Regions from separate parts of the Pan troglodytes genome. Here region 1 is linked to region 2. The links are chromatin contacts, called in public Hi-C maps. All regions are on one chromosome and are shown on one strand. The core of a region is the stretch at or near the end of the contact, and the rest is flanking DNA. Distances in the headings are between cores, read along the strand shown.

Region 1 (6,395 bases), core at 735-3,234, 78 kb before region 2:
CCCCGTCTGAGTGGAGAGCCTCACGGGCAGTGACTGACTGATTCATCTCTGTGTCTCCAGCACTTGGCATAGTCTCTGGTGAAAGTTTGCTGAATTGCATAAACTGCTGTCATTGCCGGGTTGGTGAAATGCTTCCAAGCTTCTTGAGGTTTATCCTGACTGGCCACAAAACCTGAAAACTAGCCAAGAAGCATGGGGAAGGGTGGCTGGGGAGGAGGGTCAGGTGGAATGCAGAGAGCTGAGCTCATGTGGGGAGTTCTGATGACCTCAGGGGCTTCCCTGGGGCAGAATCACTCCCTGTGACCACAGAGAATAAAACTAGGATGAGAGATTAGTTACTGAGTAAAATGGATGTTGTTCGCCTGATGGATACCCCATAAGTATCCCTGACTTGACCACTACACAATCTATGCATGTAACAAAATTGCACATGTACCTCATACATTTGTACAAATGGAAACAAAAAAGAAAAGCTAGGGCGGGGTGTGGTGGCTCACGCCTGTAATCCCAGCACTTTGGGAAGCTGAGGCAGGTGGATCACTTGATGTCAGGAGTTCAAGACCAGCCTGGCCAACATGGTGAAACCCCGTCTCTACTAAAAATACAAAAATGAGCCAGGCGTGGTGGTGTATGCCTATAGTCCCAGCTACTCAGGAGGCTGAGGCAGGAGAATCGCTTGAACCCAGGAGGTGGAGGTTGAAGTGAGCCGAGGTTGTGCCACTGCACTCCAGCCTGGGCAACAGAGCAAGACTCTGTCTCAAAAAAAAAAAGGAAAAAGAAAAGAAAAAGAAAAGCTAGGACCAGGATTGCCTGGAGGTAGGGAGTTCCCCATTTGAGGAGGTAAGCAAGCGGAGTTTAGATCAAGGATGTCAGGAGATTGCTGCCCTGTTGGAGGGTTTACTGGATGAGATCTCCAGCTGCTTCCAACACAGAGCTCAGGAAGCCTGGGGTTCTCTTGGATGATGGCCAGGCCCTTGTGCCTCACCAAGGCCAAGCTCTGGGGGCTGGGAAAGGGGACAGAGGGCCCTATTCCTGCCAGCTGCTGAAGATCCCACTCCATCCACACAAGCCTGTGTCTCATCCCTGCCTTGACCTCCTACAATTGTGTGCCTGCTACGGGAATCCAGGGAACAGCTTCCTGGAACACGAGGCAGAGCCGTGGGACCCAGCAGCCAACACATCTCAAGTCCAGCCCCACAGTTCATCATGAAACTGATTGATGATTTCCAGGAACTTTGAGGACCCTAGACCATCATCTCCGTCCACTCAGCCCTGGAAATCCCCCAACTCCAGGCATTTATTTATAGCTTGCCTTCTTTCCTGGAAAGGTTTGAGGTTGTTTAATAATTCCACCTCACATTTGTGCGGCACTAGGAGGAGGCCACAGGGCATTGTGGTTGAGAGTCTGGGCCCTGGAATCAGCTGTGTGTTGGGGGAGGGAGTGCCAAGTTATTTAACTTCCCCAGCCGCACCACAGCGGAGGACTCAAATTTCTAACCCAGCCCCAAAGCGTGGTGCCTGTCACATCCTCCCTCTGTGAGGCTGATTAGCCACTTCCTCCTCTGAGCCTGGGTTTCCTTGGGACAGTCGGGATTCCCTGAGAGGACGTGGGAACTCACGAGGACCCTAGGCAAGCACACACATGGGGCAGCTGGCTGTCTGTGGCCCCTGCTTGCCCTGGGGAGCCGATGACAGGGCCGCCGGCAATGCACCCTCGTCCCCTGGGGCTGGCTCAGAATTCCTAAGGCGGTGCCAACCCTTGGTTCAAGGCCTTTAGATGAGTCAAGAAAGCCTCTGTACAACAAACCCCTGTGACATGAGTTTACCCATATAACAAATCTGCATATGTACACCTAAACCTAAAATAAAAGTTTGCAAAAATAATAATAAAGCAGAGACCACCGCCTCCCTAAATGCGGGGGCTGGAGAAGGGCGGTTGTGGGAGGGGCCCGGGATGTAAGGTGAGACCACCAGGGAGCAGACCAAAGCCTGGCTCAGACATTCCCTCTTTGAAGGCCCCTTCCCACCTCCACACCTCCCTGCCACCCCCACCCAGACATACTTCTGCCCTCCTTGGCTAAGAGGCACTGGGTGTTTACTTGGGGCGAATAATGACTTCCTGTCAGGCGGACTTGGATTCAAACCCCAGCTCTGCTGCTTCTCAGCCCCTTGAACGCCTCTCAGTTTTCCTATCTGTGAAATGGGGCTCAGAAAACCTTTTTAGAAGGTTGATATATGAGGTGCATGGAGAGTACCAGGCCTCTCTGAGTACAAGACCCTCTGGTCTCCCTCCTCCCATTCTGGCCCCCGGGTACCAGCCCTGAATGAGAAGTGGGGAGGACCCAGTCCAACCAGAAAAGCATTAAGATGCAGGGAGAGCCAGGCGCGGTGGCTCACGCCTGTAATCCCAGCACTTGGGAGGCCGAGGTGGGTGGATCACTTGAGGTCAGGAGTTTGAGACCAGCTTGGCCAACATGGTGAAACCTTGTCTCTACTGAAAACACAAAAATTAGCTGGGTATGGTGGCCTGCACCTGTAATCCCAGTTACTTGGGAGGCCGAGGCAGGAGAATCGCTTGAACCTGGGAGGTGAAGTTTGCAGTGAGCCGCGACTGTGCCACTGCACTCCAGCCTGGGTGACAGAGAAGGAACCCAGTACCTCAATAAGGGCTCCTGGATGGAGTGCATACAAGGCGAGAGGGACTGGGGAAAAAAAAATAACAACTCAGCCAACGCTTAGTCATTCCACAGATACTTTTTTTTTTTTCTTTTGAGCCAGGGTCTTGCTCTGTCACCCAGGCGGAAGTGCAATGGTGCAGTCATGGCTCACTGCAGCCTCAACACCCCAGGCTCAAGTGATCCTCCCACCTCAGCTTCCTGAGTAGCTGGAACTACAGGCGTGTACCACCAAGCCCGGCACATTTTTGTATTTTTTGTAGAGATGGGGTTTTGCCATATTGCCCAGGCTGGTCTTGAACTCCTGGGCTCAAGAGATCCACCTGCCTCAGCCTCCCAACATGTTAGGGTTACAGGCATGAGCCACCACACCCGGCCAAATATTTTATTCAATACATGTTTATTGGGGGCCCACTGTGCTGGGCACAGTTCTAGGTGCTGGGGATACAGCCTGGAGCTTCCATGAAAGCAGGGGCTGGAGAATGATACACAAATAAATATATAAATAATGTCAGGTGGGATCTGAAGGGCCAGGAAGAAAACTAAAGCTGGGACAGGGGCGGACAAAGCAATGGGAGGGGCAGGGATGCAGGGGTCATGATATCTTAGAGAGGGTGATCAGGGGAGCCTCTAAAGGAGGCAGCATATGGCCAGGACCTGAACATGGGGGAGGGGGCTCTCACCCCAAGCAGAAGAAATAGAGGGACCTGTAATCCCAGCATTTTGGGAGGTGGAGTTGAGCAGATCATCTGAGGTCAGGAGTTCCAGACCAGCCTGGCTAAAATGGTGAAACCCGTCTCTACTAAAAATACAAAAATTAGCCAGCCATGGCGGCACACACCTGTAATCCCAGCTACTCAGGAAGCTGAGGCAGGAGAATCACTTGAACTTGGGAGGCAGACGTTGCAGTGAGCTGAAGTCGGGCCACTGCACTCCAGCCTGGATGACAGAGCAACACTCTATCTCAAAAAAAAAAAAAAAAGAAAAAGAAAAAAAGAAGAAATAGGGAAGCCCTGAGGTGAGATGCACCTGGCAGTGCAAAGAAAAACTGGGAGGCCCGTGTGGTTGGGGGAAGGGGGAGAGGGAGAGGGAGAAAGGAAAAGGAGAGAAGGGAAAGGAGGAGAGAGGGAGGGAGACAAGGAGAGAGGGGAAAGAGATGGGAGGAGGGGGAGATGAGGTGGTGGGCAGATTTTGCAGGGCCTGGCAGGCTGTGCTATGGGCTATGGATTTTAGATTCACTGAGCACCTCCTCTGGTCCAAGTTCCATTTTTTTTTTTTTTTTTTTTGCGATGTAGTTTTGCTCGTTGGCCAGGCTGGAGTGCAATGGTGCGATCTCAGCTCACCGCAACCTCCACCTCCCGGATTCAAGTGATTCTCCTGCCTCAGTCTCCTGAGTAGCTGGGATTACAGGCACCCGCCACCATGTCCCGCTAATTTTGTATTTTTAGTAGAGACAGGATTTCTCCACGTTGGTCAGGCTGGTCTCGAACTCCCGACCTCAGGTGATCCGCCACCTCGGCCTCCCAAAGTGCTGGGATTATAGGCATAAGCCACCTCTCCTGGCCCCAAGTTCTATTTTAAGTTCTACCTGAATTAACTCATTAGTTCTCCTAATGGCCCTCCAGGCATGGCCTATTTTTATCCTCGATTACAGATGAGGAAACAGAGGCACTAAAGAGTGAAATCACTTGCCCAGGGTCATCCAGCTGGAAAATGGGGAGCTGGGATTTGGACCCAGGCAGGTTGATGTCAGATCCTGAGCTCCAAATCACTAAGCTCTGCTACCTGTCCTCGGGGTGAGAAACCCAGTCGGGAGGCACCGGAGCCAGAGCCGACGCCGGATTCCAGCCCACGTGGGTCTGGCTAAATGGCTAGGGTCCGTGTCCTGCAGAAGTGGTGCTGGGTTGAGGAAAGTGCCCCCGCCTTAGGTCAGTCTCCACCCTGGCTCCGAATCTCAGGAAGAGTAAGACATTCTGAGCCCTCTATGGGTTCCATTTGGCCTTCAATAGCAGGATGTAGCTAGAAAATCAGTGGCTTACTCATTGGCTTACATCTGTAATCCCAGCACTCTGGGAGGCTGAGGCAGGCAGATCCCTTGAGGCCAGGAGTTTGAGACCAGCCTGGCCAACATGGTGAGACCCCATCTCTACAAAAAATACAAAATTAGCCAGGTGCAGATGCGTGTGCCTCTAATTCCAGCTACTTGGTAGGCTGAGGAATGAGAATTGCTGGAGCCTGGGAGGCGAAGGTTGCAGTGAGCTGAGATTGCGCCACTGCACTCCAGCCTAGGGCACAGAGCAACACTCTGTCTCAACAAAACAAAACAAAACAAAAATCAGAACTCACAGCAGGAAAATAACCTGAAAGCATACACAGCCAGGCTGTCACACATTTGCATGCCTTGATACACAGTAGTGCCACATGCCCGTCCTCCTCCAGTCTGCCTGATGAACTCCTCTTCATCCCTCATAGTCCAACTGGGCTGGCCCCACCTCTGCAAAGGCTTTCTGGATCCGGCTGAGCAGATCGCTCCTCTCTCATGCTGCTCCTTTACCCTAGACCTGTCTTCTTACAGCTTTTAGGCCCCTGGGTTTTGGTTTCAATTATTCCTTTGTGTCTGGCTCCCCCATCTCCACCCAGCCCAGGCCTTGGCAGGGGCAGAGGGGGTGAGTGGGGCAGATGCCACGTCTTGCTGTGCCACCCTCACTGGCCACATCCTCCCCAACAGGGCAGCCAATGAACAAGCTGGCCACCAGGTGCTGCTGTCTCTCCCTGATGCCCACTGAAGGACCCTGGTCCACCCACTCCCTCCTGCTGACATCCCTCCACGCAGCCAGACTCGAGGGGCCAGCTGCCACCAGTGACTCCTCAGCTCCTTCCTTTACATGGAGTGACAGGTCATGTCTGGAACCTGGGAATTCCTGCTGCTGCTGGAACAGGATCATGTAGTGGGCTGGTGGGAGCTATGGCTCCCAGAGCTATGCCCTCTGTCCCCACCACTCCACTGAGCTCTGATCCCGCAGCCAGTAGTGACCTGCCGGACATCGCCACATGTCTGTCTACATTTCTCAAACTTATCGTCACCACAGCAGAGTTCCCTCTGCCCAGCCCTACCCCTCTCCACCCAGCCTCTCCCAGCTCCATGGACCAATCCACTTGCTCAGGCCAAGAGCCTCAGAGTCTGCCTGGACATGTTTCTTTTCTCTTCCTCCACATCTGTCAGGCTGTGCGTGAGGTCCCCACATATATCTTTTTTTTCTTTTTCAAGACGGAGTCTCACTCTGCCACCCAAGCTGGAGTGCAATGATGTAATCTCAGCTCACTGCAACTTCCGCTTCCTGGGTTCAAGTGATTCTCCTGCCTCAGCCTCCTGAGTAGCTGGTATTGCAGATGCCCATCATCACACCCAGCTAATTTTTGTATTTTCGGTAGAGACGAGGGTTCAACATGTTGGCCAGGCTGGTCTTGAACTCCTGACCTCACGTGATCCGCCTACCTCGGCCTCCCAAAGTGCTGGGATTACAAGTGTGAGCCACCGTGCCCGGCCCCCACATGTATCCTGAATCTGTTTACTTTTCCCCACCTTTGCTACCAACACCCTGGTTGAGGTCTTTCTCCTTAGGGACCACAGCAGTGACCCACTGGCCTCCTGCATCCTCTTTGGCCACTCCTCCGGCCACCTTCCCCTTGTAGCCAGGGAACCTCTCATGTCACTCTCCT
Region 2 (6,857 bases), core at 2,787-5,286:
AGGATTACAGGCGTGAGCCACGGTGCCCAGCCTCAGATGTCTTTTGGGGGTGGAACCAGGGCTGCACTGCAGAGGTCACCCCCCCACCCCTGGCCCTGTCACTCTCCATCCTCTTCCTCCTGGCCAGACCTCCTGCTCTGGCCTGCTTTTATTCTCCTTTTAGCATAAGATGGCAAAGTGACTGAGAAGAAGGAAACAATCAAAGGAAGAGAAGTGGTTGCCACGGAAACTATAAAGTGGAAGCAGAAACTTTCAGGAGCAGGAGGGAGGAGGGAAGTAGACCTGGTGGCTGGGTGGGAGGAGAGGCAGGAGGCCTGGCCTGGGCTAGCCTGGAGTGCCCCTACGCCCAGTCCTTGCTGCTCTCCCCAGCTGAGCAACGCTGGGATCTGTGCTCTCGGGAGCAGGAGGGCTGTCTGGTTTCTCCCAAGCCTGGGCAGGAGGTGGCTGGTACGAGAGTGAGGTAAGCAGCTTGGCCTGTGGGTGCATGGGGCTGAGGAGGAGCCCTGTCTTCTGCCCAGATCCCCACATTGTTCTGAACTGCCAGTCCCATGTCAGCCTGGAGGAGTCTTTGCATGTCTTTACACCACGTCTTGATTCCTCCGTTCTAACAAGCCAAAATGACACGGTGCAGGACTGGGCAGTTTACCAGGCAGCTTCCTGAGTGCAGTCTCATTCAAGTCTTGTGACAGTTCTGGGAGGATAGTATTCAGATTCTACAGAGTGGGGAGTTTGGGCCCAGAGAGGTTAGGGAACTTGCCCTAGGTCACAGAGCTGAGAACCCCCAGGGGTAGGATTTATCCCCTGGACTGTCAGATCCTAAAGCCTTGAGCTCTCTTTTCCTTCTGGACACTTTGTTTTGTAATGCAGGGCTCTGCATGAAGCCATGAGTTCTCTGTAGCCTCCAGCCCCTTCTCATCCTTCATTCCAGTAAGACTTTCCCCCAGGGAGCTGCTATTTGCTTCCTGGAGGAGCCTAGGGAAATTTAGTGTCTCTGAGGCTTGATTTCCCCATCTGCAAAATGGGCATAATAGCACCTTTTCCCTCTGAAGGCTTTTGTGAGGATGCAATGAGACAATTCAAGTCAAGCACTGGGTGCAGTGCCTGGCACAGAGGATACCCTTGAACTCTCTGCTGGCTGAGCCTAGCAAGCACCCGTGGAGTGGGCAGGGCTGGGGCAACCTCCCTATATTTCAGAGAAGCCACTTCGTCTGTGAAACGGTTCCGATGGGTTCCTGCCTTGCTCGGGGAATTGGAAAGGTAGATTGAGATCATGGCTGTGGAGCCTTGAAACCACTGAGTCTAGTGGGGGAAGAAGCAGGGTCTCCCCTGCTGTAAAACTGGCCACTAGAGCTCCAGTGGACATTGAGACGTCTCAGCCAATGGTCTCTCTGTTGGAGGAAGGGAGGGGAGAGGGATTGGGACCCTGCCCAGTTAGCCCCTGAGTAGGAGGCTCACACCTGCTGAAGGTTTGGGTCTGAAATGACCCCTTGGAATTCCGCGTTGCCTGCCCCTGAATTGCAGCCAAGCTTTAGATTTCTCCCGGGAGAGGCCCAGCGAGCCAAATGTATTATTAAATGGCAGAGAGGCCGAGCGCTGCCTGTGAAAGATAATGGGGGAATTTATATGATGGGCTATAAATCACAGAATGAGAAGCCCTGCAACCTGTGGGGAGGAAAATTAAGAAGTCCTGAGCAGTGACTTGTTTGGGGTGGGGGCGGAAGGCATTTGGCCCTGTTTTGCTGTGAGCCTGGCAGGTTCATGATGCACGAGGCCCAGGGGTCCGAGGGGCTCTGATGTGCACACTTCCTATGTACTCAGTGGTGACACCTCCCTCCCCCAATTGGCAGCTGCTGTGTGACAATGCCAAGCTGGGCACTGGGTTATGACCTCAGGGAGAGCAGTGTGCCAGGAGAGACAGATGTGAGATGAATCATCAAAAAATATGCAGTCGGCCCTCCGAATCTATGGGTTCTGCATCTGTGGATTCAACCAACCGAGGATTGAAGGTAGAAGAAAATTGCATCTGTACTGAACATGTACAGACTTTTTCTTGTCATCATTACCTAAACAATACAACTATCTCCATAGCATTTACATTGTATTAGCTATAAGTATTCTAGAGATGATTTAAAGTATACAGGAGGGTATGCATATGCTATATTTTAATGTCAGGGACTTGAGCGTGCTTGGATTTTGGTATCTGATTGGATTTTGGTATCCTGGATCCAATACCCCTGGGATACCGAGAGATGCCTGTATGGCACTGCACAAAGCAGTGGGCTCCCTGGAGGAAAGGCGCAGGGAGCTCAGAGAGAGTGTTGCAGGAGGGCTGTGGAGGAGGCGGTGAATTGAGAGAGGGGAGTGGTGGTTTTTCTGGAAAGGAAGAGTGAATGCGAGTCAGCCAGGTGGCTCAAGAGAGCTGTGGCAGGGAAGGTGAGCCAGAAAGAGTGGCCAAAGGCCAGCAGGGCCAGCGCAGCTAGGGCAGGGGCTGTGTTTCAGATTTCACTCTGGCTGTTTTATGGAGAACCACACTGAGGAGGCAGCGGAGGATTTGGGGGGACAGTTCGGGGGGATGGAGGTCCCCAAAGGTAGAGATGGCGATGCCCTGGTTCTGGGAGATGTCAATGAAGGTGATGAGGTGGACAGCCTCAAGCTGGAATTTGGAGCTCAGAAGAGCCCATTTCACAGAGCAGGCTCCAAGTCTACAAAGCCAGCCCCATGTCCTGTATCCTAGGAGGTGGGAATCATGGGAGCAAAGACACAAAGGAAAGAAGCAGTGAAGGGCTGGGGGCCAGGGTGGTTGGGGAAGGGATAGGAGTAGGGTGTGGTAAGAGGGAAGATAGGAGTAGGGCTGGGGCCATATCCACTGACCACTATCCTAGGCTAGGACTAGAGTCAAGGCTGTGTGGGATTGAATCCTGTCTCTGCCACTAATCAACTCTTGTGCCTGTAAAATGGGAGAGTAACAGGATTCACTGCTTTTGGTCATTAGAAGGACTTGCTGAATTGACACTGCCTGACAAAGGGGAAGCACTAAATTGGGATTAAGTATGCACTGAGTGGCCTTGGGCAACTCTGCCCTCTCTGAGCTTTGCTTTCTTCTAGCAGGTCTCTGCAAACCCTCTAGGCCAAAGTCCTCTAATCTCCCTGTGCTAGCAGTGTGCAGCTCCCGAGGGTGGTCAGAGCACAGCGGCAAGCTGGCTGTATTGCCTTAGATGGGACCGTGTCCCTCTCTGCCCTGTAAGGGGATACCATGCCTATCAGAGCTGTAAGGGGATATTTTAATCAGCCCAGGACCTGCTGAGGTCAGAGGGCATAGGGACCAGAACAAAGAATGCCAGTCACGGCTGCTGCCTAGCCCTAGATGACCTGCTGGGCCCCAGAATCCAGACCACATGGGGAGCCTGCGGAGGGAGGTGGAAGCTGGGGGCCTCACTGTGGATCAGGGACTGTTCAAACTGGGTGTTCTCCATTTTGGGCCTCAGTTTGCCCATCTGTACCATGAGGTTTATAACCCCTCCCTGCCTGCAGCACATGGGGTGCTGAAAGAAAGGAACAGGCTGCAGTTTGGACAAAGCAGATTCAGGTCTTTATTGGGGGCTGTGGTCTCAAAGCCTGAGAGAGAGCAACAGGTGGGCGAGTGAGGCTCAGTGCGGCCCACGGATGACCTGCTTTGGAATCACCTGTGGGACCACTGCCCGCTGATGAAAAATGCAGACTCCTGGGCTGTTCCCCAGACTGGCTAACTTAGACTCTGCCCGGTGGGCCCAAGTGTCTGCACTTTAACCCACATCCCAGGGGACTGGAATGTCTCAAAGTCCAAGATCTGAAGTTCTGGGCATCCCCTTCCTTGCATCAGGGGAACAGGGGCCCAGAGGGCATGGGGTAGGCTGGCCCAAGTTGCTTAGGAGACTGGAATCCTATGCCATGCCACTCAGGGGTCCTTCCTGTGCATCGCCCCAGGAGCCCTGGGAGTCCTGGGTGATGCCTGGGGCAAGGGGGACTTTATCCTAGGGCTCCATAGCCCAGCAGGGGGCAGCGCAGATCAGCACCTGCTGAGGGCTCCCCGCTGCTGTGTGGGCCTGGGCTGGGCAGTGCGGATCTAGAAAGAGCCCACTGTTCCGGAGAGGTAGGTGTGGGCCTGGGTGGGAAGATGGGCCTGTGTGTGCATGGGAGCCTGTGTCAGGGGGGCAACAATGAGAGAGGGAGCACCAGGAGGACACAAGAAATGTGACATCAGAGAAAGCAGGCCCAGAACATTGTGAAACTTCCTTACAGCTTCCCGGGACAGAGGCTGCAGGGGAAGAGGAGAGGGCATCTGTTGCCCAGGCTGCCTCCCTAGGACTGTCAGTGGGATTGGGGTGACTTCAGGCCTCCCCACCTCCCCCCACACCATGTCCTCTGGGCTTTTAAATGAGGATCAATCAGAGGTCAGCCCCTCCCCAAGTTCAGCATCAGAGTCAGGAGGGACTAGGGGCTGGGCTGCAGGCTAAACTCCAGCCCCAACTCTCCAATTGGCCCTTCCTTACTTTGCCTGTTACAGCTTCCTCTGCTGCTGGGAACCTGTGGGCAGGCCTATGGTGTGGGGTGGGGCCAGTCCTGAGCCTCTGGACCTCTGACTTGAGAGTGGGCTGACCACTAGATCTCTTGAGGCCTTCTGCAGTTCCCAGTTGTGGGAAGGCAGCTTCACTTTCATACTTTCTCAGGGCAATGGGGGGCTGGTTTGGTAGTGAGCTCCCTGTCACCAAAGGTATGCTAGACAAGACTAGGTGAATTTTTCTTCCTCTTAAGCCTTTGGTGACAGGCTAAAGGGTGGGTCCTGGGCCATCCCCTCTTTATACCCCATCTGTCTGTTAATCATTAATCGCCAAGAGAGCTCCTCCTGGGATGGGGTGACTCCCTGGCTATGGGGGATGCTGATTTCCAGGATGACCTTGAACTTGTTTTTCTTGGCCCCAAACTTTCTGCTACTTCCTGTTTGAGCAGGTGCAGAAATTATAGGGGCCCAACCCTTCCTTGTTTTCCTGGTAGAATTTCCAGACAAAATGCTCTTCCCAAGATGGGGGCAGAGCTGGGATTGTTCTCACTCCCAAGGGGATTTGAGGAATGAGGATGGCAGAAGCTCCATTTAATTCCCACCTACCTGGCCTTAGGATGCCAGCTATGGGCTAGGTGGGATCCTCAGGAAAGGCCAGTAAATGTGAGAACCGTGGCTCTGGCAGTGCTTGCCTCTCCTCTAACACCAGCTATGGCTCCCATTTATGTTCCAGATTGGACACAGAGGCTCTGAGTGTCAATACCCAATGGCCTTGAACACCCACCCAGGCCAACCCCATTTTGTAGGAGGGGAGGCTGGGGCTGTGAGCCAGAGGAGCCTTGTTCAAAGGCACATAGCAAAGTGAAGGCATTTACTCATCCATCCATTCATTCACCGAGTGCAAACTCTGTGCCAGTTCCTTCACGGTCAGGATTTGCACCCTGGCCTGCTGACCATCCTCAGCTGCCACTCAAAATAAACTTTCCAGCCTGCCATCCATGTGTCACACCAGGCCTCAAGAGGTGGGTCACTTGTTCCTGGTCCCACAGCCAGCCTGCCTGCCTGCCTGCCTGCCTGCCTTCTTCCTTCCTCTTTCTTTCTTTCTGTCCATTTCTTTCCCTTTCTTTCTCTTTCTTTCTTTCTGTCTCTCTTTCTTTCCTTTCTTTCTTTCTCTCTCTCTCTTTCTTTCTTTCTTTCCTTCTTTCTTTCTTTCTTTCTCTCTCTCTCTCTTTCTTTCTTTCTCACTTTCTTTTTTTTTGACAGGGTCTTCCTCTGTTGCCCAGACTGGAGTAGAGTGACACGATCATAGCTCACTGTAGCCTCAACCTCCCTGGCTCAAGCAATCCTCTCACCTCATCCTCCCAAGTAGCTGGGACTACAGGCACACACCACCATGCCTGGCTAATTATTATTATTATTATTATTGAGACTGAGTCTCACTCTGTCGCCCAGGCTGGAGTGCAGTCGTGCAATCTCAGCTCACTGCAACCTCTGCCTCCCGGGCTCAAGCAATTCTCGTGTGTCGGCTTCCAGATGGGATTTCACCATTGCTGGCCAGGCTGGTCTCGAACTCCTGATCTCAGGTGATCCACCCACCTCAGCCTCCCAAAGTGCTGCAATTACAGGCGTGAGCCACCACACCTGGCTTTTTTTTTTTTTTTTTTGTAGAGACAGGGTCTCACTGTGTTGCCAGGGCTGGTCTCAAACTCCTGGGCTCAAGTGATCTTCCTCTCTTGGCCTTCCAAAGTGCTGGAACCACAGCTTCTTTTCTATTTAAAAAAAAAAAAAAAAAAAAAAAAGAACAGGGGCTTTGAGCCCAGCTCCCTTCATGCACCTCGTTCATCACACATTTATTGAGTGCTATTCTATGCACTGGGCATATGGCTGTGAACTGGACTCACAAGGTGCCTGTCCTCATTAAAGTCTGGGGAAACAAATTAATGAACATCTGAATACGCAGATTAGATAGTTTCAGGAAGCGCTATGTGGAATAAAATAAAACAGGGCAATGGGATATCATGGAGAGATCGGGGCAAAGGCACTTGAGATAAGGGGTCCAGGGAAGGTCTCTGAGGGTGTGATATTTGAGCTGAGGCCTGAATGACAGGAAGGAGCTGCCCATCTGAAGATCTGGGGTTTGTGGGAATGAGGCAGCAGGAACCGGAGATGCAAAAGCCCTGAGGTGGGACCATGTTTGGCACATTCAGAGATTGAAAAGTTATCAAGCTGAGTCCAGAACTATCTTAGCCAGTGGCTCCCCAAGAAAGCCACTAGAAAGCTCTTTTAAGAATATAGATTCCTTGGCCCTACCCATCAAAAT

The links. Hi-C and Micro-C count contacts between places; a contact is called where the count stands out from the background.
Region 1: a contact with region 2 is called in a Hi-C map of induced pluripotent stem cells, with 1.7 times the contacts expected there. The contact joins two enhancer-like sites. A contact is called at or near these places in 2 of 7 Hi-C or Micro-C datasets (induced pluripotent stem cells and stem cell-derived neural progenitor cells).

Annotation. Positions count from the first base shown.
Region 1 is chr11:16,879,675-16,886,069 of NHGRI_mPanTro3-v2.0_pri, reverse strand. No RefSeq gene overlaps it. Among named protein-coding and RNA genes, the nearest start is that of DAB2IP, 7.3 kb to the right of the region's middle. Within about 2 kb of position 1,984, at least 4 of the 24 cell types and tissues checked have an H3K27ac peak or open chromatin away from gene starts, as enhancers often do. A contact at or near this core is called in induced pluripotent stem cells, where this site is marked.
Region 2 is chr11:16,802,985-16,809,841 of NHGRI_mPanTro3-v2.0_pri, reverse strand. All of the region lies in intron 1 of DAB2IP (DAB2 interacting protein), which reads left to right. Among named protein-coding and RNA genes, the nearest start is that of DAB2IP, 69 kb to the left of the region's middle. Within about 2 kb of position 4,036, at least 7 of the 24 cell types and tissues checked have an H3K27ac peak or open chromatin away from gene starts, as enhancers often do. A contact at or near this core is called in induced pluripotent stem cells, where this site is marked.